Regions from separate parts of the Arabidopsis thaliana genome. Here region 1 is linked to region 2. A link is a contact called in public HiChIP or PLAC-seq data. All regions are on one chromosome and are shown on one strand. Each heading gives the region's core, a stretch centred on a gene start, on an enhancer-like site or on the middle of the called end of the contact. The rest is flanking DNA. Distances are from core to core; before and after follow the strand shown.

The links. HiChIP or PLAC-seq counts read pairs in DNA pulled down with a chosen protein or histone mark.
Region 1: an H3K9ac HiChIP or PLAC-seq map of seedling shows a contact between it and region 2, with 2.1 times the contacts expected there. The contact joins the promoter of AT5G45960 here to the promoter of AT5G45840 in region 2. A contact is called at or near these places in 11 of 26 Hi-C or Micro-C datasets (flower, leaf, root and 3 more), 2 of 2 datasets of contacts at active chromatin or transcription factors (seedling and shoot) and 2 of 3 other capture datasets (root and seedling).

What each region holds. Positions count from the first base shown.
Region 1 is chr5:18,637,652-18,642,285 of TAIR10.1, reverse strand. AT5G45960 (GDSL-like Lipase/Acylhydrolase superfamily protein) reads left to right here and starts at 1,885. Exons shown (of 5, transcript NM_123964.4): 1 at 1,885-2,261; 2 at 2,348-2,478; 3 at 3,328-3,561; 4 at 4,210-4,480. The coding sequence starts at 1,967.
Region 2 is chr5:18,595,247-18,600,486 of TAIR10.1, reverse strand. AT5G45840 (Leucine-rich repeat protein kinase family protein) reads left to right here and starts at 2,664. Exons shown (of 14, transcript NM_001344646.1): 1 at 2,664-2,828; 2 at 3,035-3,365; 3 at 3,455-3,590; 4 at 3,667-3,738; 5 at 3,824-3,967; 6 at 4,055-4,204; 7 at 4,283-4,396; 8 at 4,459-4,508; 9 at 4,599-5,024; 10 at 5,100-5,240. The coding sequence starts at 3,266. It overlaps AT5G45850 (hypothetical protein (DUF688)), which reads left to right. Exons shown (of 2, transcript NM_123953.4): 1 at 1-347; 2 at 448-741. The coding sequence ends at 489.

The sequences.
Region 1 (4,634 bases), core at 636-3,135, 43 kb before region 2:
TAAATGAAAAAATAGTCAATTTTTCAAACATATTTAGAAAACTAGTTATTTTACTATTCACAATTTGCAAAGTAGTCACTTTTCACTGTTTGATTTGTACATTTAAATTTGTACAACACTTTTAGTATACAGATGTAAGTGTACGCTGTGTATATCTATATACATATGTATACTAAAAGTATTGTACAAATCTAAATGTACAAATCAAACAGTGAAAAGTGACTTTTTTATAAATTGTGACTAGTAAAATGACTAATTTTCTAAATATGTTCTGAAAACTGACTAGTTTGCTAATTCAGGTCGATAATAGATAAAAACTTATCAAAATAAGCCCACTAAAAGCCTCAACTTGAACCTAGAAGTATCCAAAGAAGAAGAGCCCAATAAGCCTCAAGTATCTCATCTTGAGATGTAACTTGTAAGAGCAATCATCGACTTCTCCTTGATAGATCAGATTAACAAAAGGAAAATTAGAGTTGAACCATTCACTGAGCTAGCTGATTATAAGATCAGAGTGACGAGACTCTAGCTTGATCTCTCAACAAATCTTTTTTTATCCCTATTACTGGTTCCATTGTATAATCGAATAAAACAGGTTGACAAAAAAAATGCTATATAATAAAATAAACTAAGTAGTTTATCCGCATTATATGTAGAGTGAAATGATTATTATGTATAGTTTTAGTTATATGTATGTTAATGAAAGAAAAAGAAAAAAAGTCGAACGAACAAGGAATCTAACTATTCAAAGGTTTTATTTTGCGTCACAAGAAAAAATAAGATGTATCTTAACACCGTACGTATACTAGTTATGAGCTATCCATGTCACTATTAAATGTGTACCTAATACCTGTAAAAGATTGTTTGCCTGATTCCTTGATGAAATAATCAAATCACTTGATCCATTTTTAGGTATAAAGTCATGTAGTAGCGTTAATATATAGTTAGCTCGAAATAAATTATTTAAACAAAAAAAAAAAGATATATGTAGTCATAAATTTAATGAATACCCACAATATACAGCATCACAACATTTAAAGCATTACCTAAATAATTTGAGATGGAAGTTAATGTTTCCTGCAGATTAATTAGTGTTTGTTTCGTGAAAATCTCGGTTCAATAAAAGAGAATACTACGGATTTGAATGGTAACTTCGTAGAGTTTTAATAAGGAATGTACGGTTTTGACATTAACCAAATTACAAAAACGATATCAATTTTTTTATTATTAAAAACGTTATCCTCAATATTTTTTTACAGCTTTCATGTACCATTGTTTTATACAACTTTGTACTATTTGGTTAAAAATTACCAATAAAAGCTAAAACATTTGTACAACTTTATATCACCAATGGGAGCCTACATCTTCCAAAATTAAATTATACATTTGTACTATGTACTTTGTGTATCATATTTATTAAAAATGTGACTAGTTCATGTTGAGCTTCGATTATTGAATTCGTTTTTCCACCTTTGAAATATGTAAGTATAGAACATATTTTGTGTGTTTGCATATATAATTTTGGGTTCAGATGCATTAGTTTTGGATTTAAATTTTTCTGAAACAAATTAATTTGTACATTTCATGATTGTCGTTAGACATCATTTTTTTTTTAATATGACGGAAGTTATGTTTTTTTATCTATTAATAAAATCTAATAAATTAAAAAGCTATCCTGTTTCATTCTTTCTTAAATAATACTAACGTTAATGTTTTTAATCGGTTCAATTTGGAAAGCACTAATTCTTTCTAGCATAAAAAATCTAATTCCATTTTCTTTGTCGAGTTTTTTTTAATCACTATTACTTCAGCTTTTTTTAATGAACTTTTGATTGAGTTCGATCAATTAAACTGAAATAGACAACCCCTATTAATTATGACTGTATATCTTAGTATATAATGTGCTAATACACTTGAAGGTACCAACCAGACTACTCATTTGTCTCCACTCCAAACTTTCACAACAATGAGAAGTCATCACAGACATTTTTCTTCATATGTTTCCTTCATCCTCTTCCTATTCCTGTTCTTCATCTCCTTCTCATCCTCAACATCAAAACTCGAACCCGCAAAGTCTGAACCTAAAAGAAAACATTCAGTTTCAGCTATTCTCGTGTTCGGAGATTCAACAGTGGATCCGGGCAATAACAACTACATTGACACAGTATTCAAGTGTAATTTTCCGCCCTATGGACTCGATTTCAGAAACAAAACTCCGACCGGTAGATTTTGCAACGGTCGACTCGTCACAGATTTTATCGGTTAGTGTTCATATATACAACTGAAATATATTCACTATATATATTGAACCTAATAACCTAAACATCATATATATATTTATGTACAGCTTCATACATTGGTGTGAAGGAGAATGTGCCACCGTATTTGGACCCAAATCTTGGAATAAATGAGTTAATAAGTGGAGTTAGCTTTGCTTCAGCTGGCTCTGGATATGATCCTCTCACTCCAACCATAACTGTTAGTGTCCGATCTCAATCTCTTTTCTCTGTTTTTAAATTTTTGCATAAACAAGAACGTAGAAAAAACTATATCTATGCATCTGGATCGTTATTTTATTATTACTATAACTATATTACTGCTAATGGGACTTCCAAATATTTATGCTCAAATATTATGATTGTTTCATAATTGGTTTGATTGAAACTTTTTGAAATGATTATTACTAAATTCATTTGCCAACTGGTCTAAGTTACGTTCTTAAGGACAACAAATTGAGGATAATTGGTGTACGCGAATTATCAACATTTTAAAACAAATTATGGAGTACATACTTCTTTCTTTTACCGGCAAGATTACATTTTTCAATATTCCAGGATAATATATAGACGTATGAAGTTATGAATAAACCAATCATTTAATTTTCTGGCTCATAATATTTCAAAAAATAATTGAAATATTATATTTTTAAATCCAAAAGGCATAATAAAACCTCATGTTTATTTATGGTTAGGTTCTAGAATGTGATGTCTAAATCAACTAATAATTGAAGAAATTAAATATAATGACAAAAGACAAAAACTTAATTAATCACTACTACTTGAATGTCGTTCAGTCGTTGACGAGTGAAAACAGATAAAGTATTTTATTTGTTGCAGTTGATAGATTAGTCGCTACTAGGTAATTAACTCTAGTCTCTTAAAAAAAGCGCACATGTTCAAATTATCCAATTATTAAGAAAGAAAAAATATGCTAATTTTAGAACATTTATTGCAAATAACTAAACACAATTTATTCGTATACTTTGTGGAATAAATTTAATTAATTATGTTGTTGGGTGTGTTGTCGCTTTCACTGGGGATGGTACAGAACGTGATAGACATTCCGACTCAGCTAGAGTATTTCAGAGAATACAAGAGAAAATTGGAGGGTAAAATGGGAAAACAAGAAATGGAAAAACACATAGAAGAAGCTATGTTTTGTGTAAGTGCAGGAACCAACGATTTCGTCATTAATTATTTCACAATTCCCATACGAAGGAAGACTTTTACTATCGAAGCTTATCAACAATTCGTTATTTCCAATCTCAAGCAATTTATCCAGGTGAAAATTCTTATTTCCTGATTTTCCATATACCTAATCCGTTTTTAATTATGGATGTTTATGCTATGTAGATTTTGGTGTAGTCAATTAGGATATGTAGATATTCTTTTTTTTTCTTAAACACAAAATTATAACCTAACCTAATCTTTTGGTTCCAAAGATACCACAATGTTGATAAAGTTCCAAAAATACCACAAACATTAATTAGGCTTACATAAAGTTTATAAAGATTATTCTAGTATCCTAGAATTTTATGGTTTTTATTTCTTACATCTTAAATCAGTGATCTTTTGTGATTTTTTAAAACTTATCGTAGCTTTATCAAACAAAATATAAAAGTGTAGGGAAATATAATAGTATCCCACTTATAATTAACGTGTACCAAAGTTTAATTTGTTCTCTCTTTTTTCCATATACACGTTAATTTGTTCAAACGTTTGGTACAAATTAAACTAAACTTTGGTACACTTAAAATGTTAATTTGTTTAAAGTTTAAACGTTTGACTTTGGCTTTGATCTCATTCGAATTGTTGAAATCGGATTTTATAGACTGGTTTATTTCAAAATGGTCCATATTGGTTCGGTTTGGATTAGACTGGTTTAATTTCTTTTATGAAAATACTTATCATATGGTTATTAATGGTTTAGGGTTTGTGGAAAGAAGGAGCAAGAAAGATAACAGTGGCAGGTTTACCACCGATTGGGTGTTTGCCGATTGTTATAACATTATTCTCCGGCGAAGCATTGACCAACCGTCGTTGCATTGACCGTTTCTCCACTGTGGCCACAAACTACAATTTCCTCTTACAAAAACAATTGGCCCTCATGCAAGTGGGTTTGGCCCATCTTGGATCCAAAATCTTTTACCTCGACGTCTATAACCCAGTTTATGAGGTCATTCGTGACCCTCGAAAATTCGGTAAGTACAAAACATAACAAGTAATTCGGATAGAAAATTTTATTAGCTTAGTTAACATATATTTTAGTGAATATATTTTGATCTTTAGGAGTTAGGACCCATCACCCATGGTAGAGTTTAGAATTTAGGATATGTCGTTAACTATTTTATTAAT
Region 2 (5,240 bases), core at 1,415-3,914:
ATCATTCGAGGTTGCAACAAACAACCGATCAGAATCAGAGACAAGAGATTAGGTTTCTTGTGGAAGAAGTAAAGAGAAGGAGCAACAGAAACAAAAACAGGTCAGAGAATCTCTCTGTTTCTCAACCTCCATTGCCTAAAACTCCTTCAGAGTCTTGGCTTTGCCGGACACTTCCGAGAAGCTCGACCACCTCCTCCGTCGTCTCTGGTCAATTCGCCGTAGTCGTCTCCGGTCAAGCAGCCCGTTTTAAGAAGAATATGGAGAAAAAGACTGACTCTCAGTCTAAAAAATGGGAGACGATTGTGAAAACATCGTATTCACACCATGATCATGTTCGCTATTCAGAGGTATGTATTAATCGGTCCGAGTTTCAAGAAATCTCTTAAGAATCTTTCTCTTTTTGGTATGTTTGGTTTCAATAAATTTGGATGACGTTCAATTGTGCAGGGGCTTATTGTTGTTCATCCTACTCGTCAACACAAATTCTGAAAACCGGAATCGTTTTTACTCCATACAGAGTTTCCTTTTTTCCGGTACATAAATATCTATTAGTACACATATATGTATTTTGTACATGAGATCATGATGTCGGATAAATTCTGTGTCGGACCGGATCGGGTTAGGTTTGAAATAGCCACATTATTTTCACACAATATCAACATCAATCCGGACAGTTTTAGAAATTGTGTTTGATCCAAACATTTGGTATGAGAAAATTGTATTCGTTTAAATATTTAGAACGAATTCCTTTAAAATTATTTCATGTTAATAAATTTACATCATTATAAATATATAATGTTATTGATATTATGTTAATGTTATTGGATGTCACATCATCATCACAAAAAAATGATATGTGTCTTTCTACATTATTTAAATTAAAAGATTAGAAAATTTAATTGAAAGAAATAAAAAATTTATTTTGTTAAATCCTCTATTAATCTCATTCTTAGCTAATTTTTTACAAACAAACAAAATCATGGTAATGTATCAATCATTACTATTATTATACTCTTCTTGTTTCGTTAAATGTTTCTATATCAATAGTCATTACTCGATAATGCCTAAAAAGGTTAATTGTGTTGTAAGTTAGATGTTTGCTACTTAATCTTTTATTAATTTAATAATTTTCTTTTGAATCTTTTTTATCATTACGTTTTATGAATATGACTTACCATATTGTCTTCTTTCTTTTCATTTATGTGTCTTATGGTAAATTGGTCATATTGACATGCAAATGTTTTCATGTAATGACATTTTAAAATGTTAGACATACTAAAAATATTCAAGACACAAAACTCTCTCTTATATGACTATATGGAAGAAGAAAGATTTAAAATGAGTACTTAAATTACTATCATAATGTAGTTGAAATAGTAGATGAGGAGAGAAAATACATAAAAAAAATTGTTTGTTTAAAATCAAGTTAGACAAGTTTCAAACCACATTATAAGTAAATACGATTGTATCAATGCATCATATATAGTTATTGTATGAATTCATGATAATTAAAAATACTAGGATCTTAGGTATATAAATAATTATATTTAAAAAACATATAATTGATATTTCGAGTTAAAGATGAATCTAATTATAAAAACCATAACTATATAAAATGAATATGACTTTATTATTTACATAATAACACACATAAATTACAACAAAAACCATAAAAATATTTTTTATATAGCAAATTTCAAAACAAAAACCCACAGATAATGTGGGTATTCACCTAATCTGATATGAATTATGAATGATTTAGGCTTCTATTTAGATTAAAGCCCAACTAAGAGTACATCAAATCATATTTTTTAAATAAGCCCAACAAATGCCCACAATTTTCATTTATAAAAAAAAAGAAGTCTAAATCATATATTAGATGAAGCATCAACTAATAACACCAATATAGAAAAAAAAAAAAAATTCATAAACAAATCAATAATTATATGGAAAAACTAATTAAGGTTGACTACACAATTAAAAATTGATTAAAATATAAAGTAGTGGGTGACATGTACTACTACTGTATAGAGCACATGACTCGAAAACTAATAATAATCTCATGTAACCTCCCTCCCTTATTATATTCGCCACGTCACTAAACAGCACCGTTGATCATCACACTAAGTAATATTTAACGGTCGTATATTGGCATCGCAGCTCCAAGTCAACTCTAATTTAGAATTAATGTTAAATATCTTAATTAATTTTTTACTAATCTTTCGCGCCATATATATGTTCACGTTATTTAACAACGGAAGGAATAAAAGACGAAATAATGAACTAATTTCTTGTTTATTTTCTTAGTTTTTTTAATAGTTTAATTTATGCGAATACAAACATTTCTATAATTATGGAAAATCTAAAGGAAGTTAATAGGGTCTTACTCATTGATAGGATATTTTTTTAAAAAAATAAAAAAACAGAGACAGTTTTGTGGGGGAAAAATTGTTAAAAAAGAATTAAAAAATAGGAAAAAAAGATTCGACAAGAGAAAGAGAGAGAGAAGAGGAAGAAAAAGGAAAGAGAGAGGAAGGAGAGAGGAAGGAGAGAGAACCCACCACCCTTTGGCCCTGGAGAGACCAAAGATGGTCGAAGAGAGAAAACTCTGAGATCATCATCTTCATCATCATCATCCTGTAAAAATAAGGGCAAGTTCTACAAGAAATCAGAAAATATCAATCCAATATTTGTTTTTAAACAGAAATTCTATCTTTTTAAAAGTTTTTTTATAATCATTTTCTATTTTCTGGGGATTTTTTTTATATTTAATTTTTCATTTCTCAAACCCTATACCCAATTCTTGGTGAAGAAGTTTCTTCTTTGAGGTAATTATTTTGCAATGTTCTTCATTTATCAAGAGAAAACAAATGTTTTTTTTTGTTTGGTGGGTTCCATGTTTTCTTCATATTGCTTCTTCAAGAGGGTTATTCTTATTCTTTATTTTTTTGGTTTAATTATTATTGGTATACATTTGTTGTTAAAGTTTTGATATATGTTTGTTTGTTTCTTGTTGGCATTTGTTTTTTTCCAGGATTAACAAGAAGAAGAGAATTAACGTACGAGTTGTTGACTCATTAGGACATGAACATTGTTTTTAGGGTTTTATGAGTTTGCAAAACTGGAAACAATGAGAGACCCTGAATGTTCAATCATCAACCTCGTCGTTCTTCTCCTACCAAGGATTCTGTGAAGTTTGTATTTTTATATTCGTTCATTTAGGAAAAAATCTGGCGATTTTGTATAGCATTGGTGTATACCTAAAATGGGTTGTCGATGGAATCCAATTGGGTTCCAATTCTCTTGCTTCATGTTCTTGATCATTACTCTTCAATCTCGTTCTTCGTTGTCCCTCGAATCCGAAGGTGAACAACTTTGAAATCTCTATCATTGTGTTCTTTTGAATGTTTTTGTTTAAAGGGTTTTTGAATTACGTATTATTGAATGTTTGTAGGATTTGTATTGTTGAAATTCCGGGCAAGAGTTGATTCTGATCCTCATGGAACTCTTGCAAATTGGAATGTTTCTGATCATGATCATTTCTGTTCTTGGTTTGGTGTTACGTGTGTCGACAATAAAGTGCAGATGCTGTAAGTAATGTTTTCTTTTGTTGTCTTTGTGATTCTTGTTGCAAGACCTAATGAGTGTATTGGTTTTGTTTTGTAGGAATCTTAGTGGTTGTTCTTTGGGAGGAACTTTAGCTCCGGAGCTTAGTCAATTGAGTGAATTAAGATCTCTGTAAGTTTGTTTCAACTAAAATTTTTGCTCTGTTTCTTGAAAGAATAAGAAAAACTAAAACCAATTCTTGTTTATTTTCTTGTAGAATACTATCCAAGAACAAACTCTCTGGTGACATTCCAAACGAATTTGCGAGTTTCGCGAAATTAGAGTTCTTGGATTTGCGAGATAATAACTTAAACGGAGTAGTTCCACCCGAGCTAAATAAAGTGTTGACACCAGAAAACTTGTGAGTTTTAAAGGCTTGTAGTAGTGCTTTTGATTTAATCCAAAACAATGTGTTGATACAAACTGTTCTGTTTTTTGGTGGATCCAGGTTGCTTTCTGGTAACAAATTTGCGGGTTTTATGACCGTAAAGTTCCTGAGACTTCAATCGCTGTATAAAGTCCAGATGAACAAGAATCGAGAGCTATCTTCGGTTTCCGCTGATGTCCTCGACTGTGTCAATAGAAAACTTGGATACTGGTAATAAAAGTTTTAGTCCTTGGATGGAGAAAACTTTTCTTTGAGTTAACTTGTTTTTAATTTGAATTTTTTTTACAGTGTTTCAAGGAGAAGTTTAATAACAAGAAACAAGGCAAAGGCATTCGTATTGCGGATTAGAGCAACTTCAAGACATTACATGAAAGCATTTTCTTTTATCTCTCAATACTTTTGGTCTGATTTGTATGTTTTAATCCTCATGTGTTACTGATTTTCTATGTTTTATGTATCTACAGGGTGCGAAGAGAATCTCATGGGAAGAATTATGTAGTGAATTATCACCCAAGTAAGGCTAAAAGATTACTACTCCAAGCTCTGCAATTGGAAACACACAAAACTCATAACTGTCAATCTTATACCTTTGTTTTTTATGCAGGTGAGAACGAAACTAGTATCTTCAAAAGACGTGAGTTACTCGAGGAAACAAGCAATTTAGCGGCTATGCCTGCGCCTGATACGCCCAGTCCTTCTCCTGAGATTATAACTATAGTGTTTCCTCGAAGCAGCGGGTCGTTTCCAGCATTAACTAATGCAAAGAAGAGAATACCTCCATTGATCCCTCCTTCTTCTCCTCCTCCTCTACCTACCAACAACACCATCGCTAGTGATCCACCGAGGAAATTCGAAGAAAAATCGAAAGGGTTTAAGGACGTTTGGTTGTATGTTGTGATCGGTGTTGCTGCTTTCGTAGCGATGCTGATAATAGTAGCGGTTATATTCTTCTTCCGGAAAAGAGCTGTGAAGAGTATAGGTCCATGGAAGACTGGTTTGAGTGGACAATTGCAGAAAGCTTTTGTTACTGGTAAAAATATTTGTTAAAACAAACTGATTTTTGCTCTGCTTTTCGGTTTAACATTAATGTGAGAAATGTTTTCAGGTGTACCTAAGCTAAACCGGTCTGAACTAGAAACAGCCTGTGAAGATTTCAGTAATATCATTGAAGCATTTGATGGTTACACTGTCTATAAAGGAACTTTGTCCAGTGGCGTTGAGATTGCGGTTGCTTCAACCGCCATTT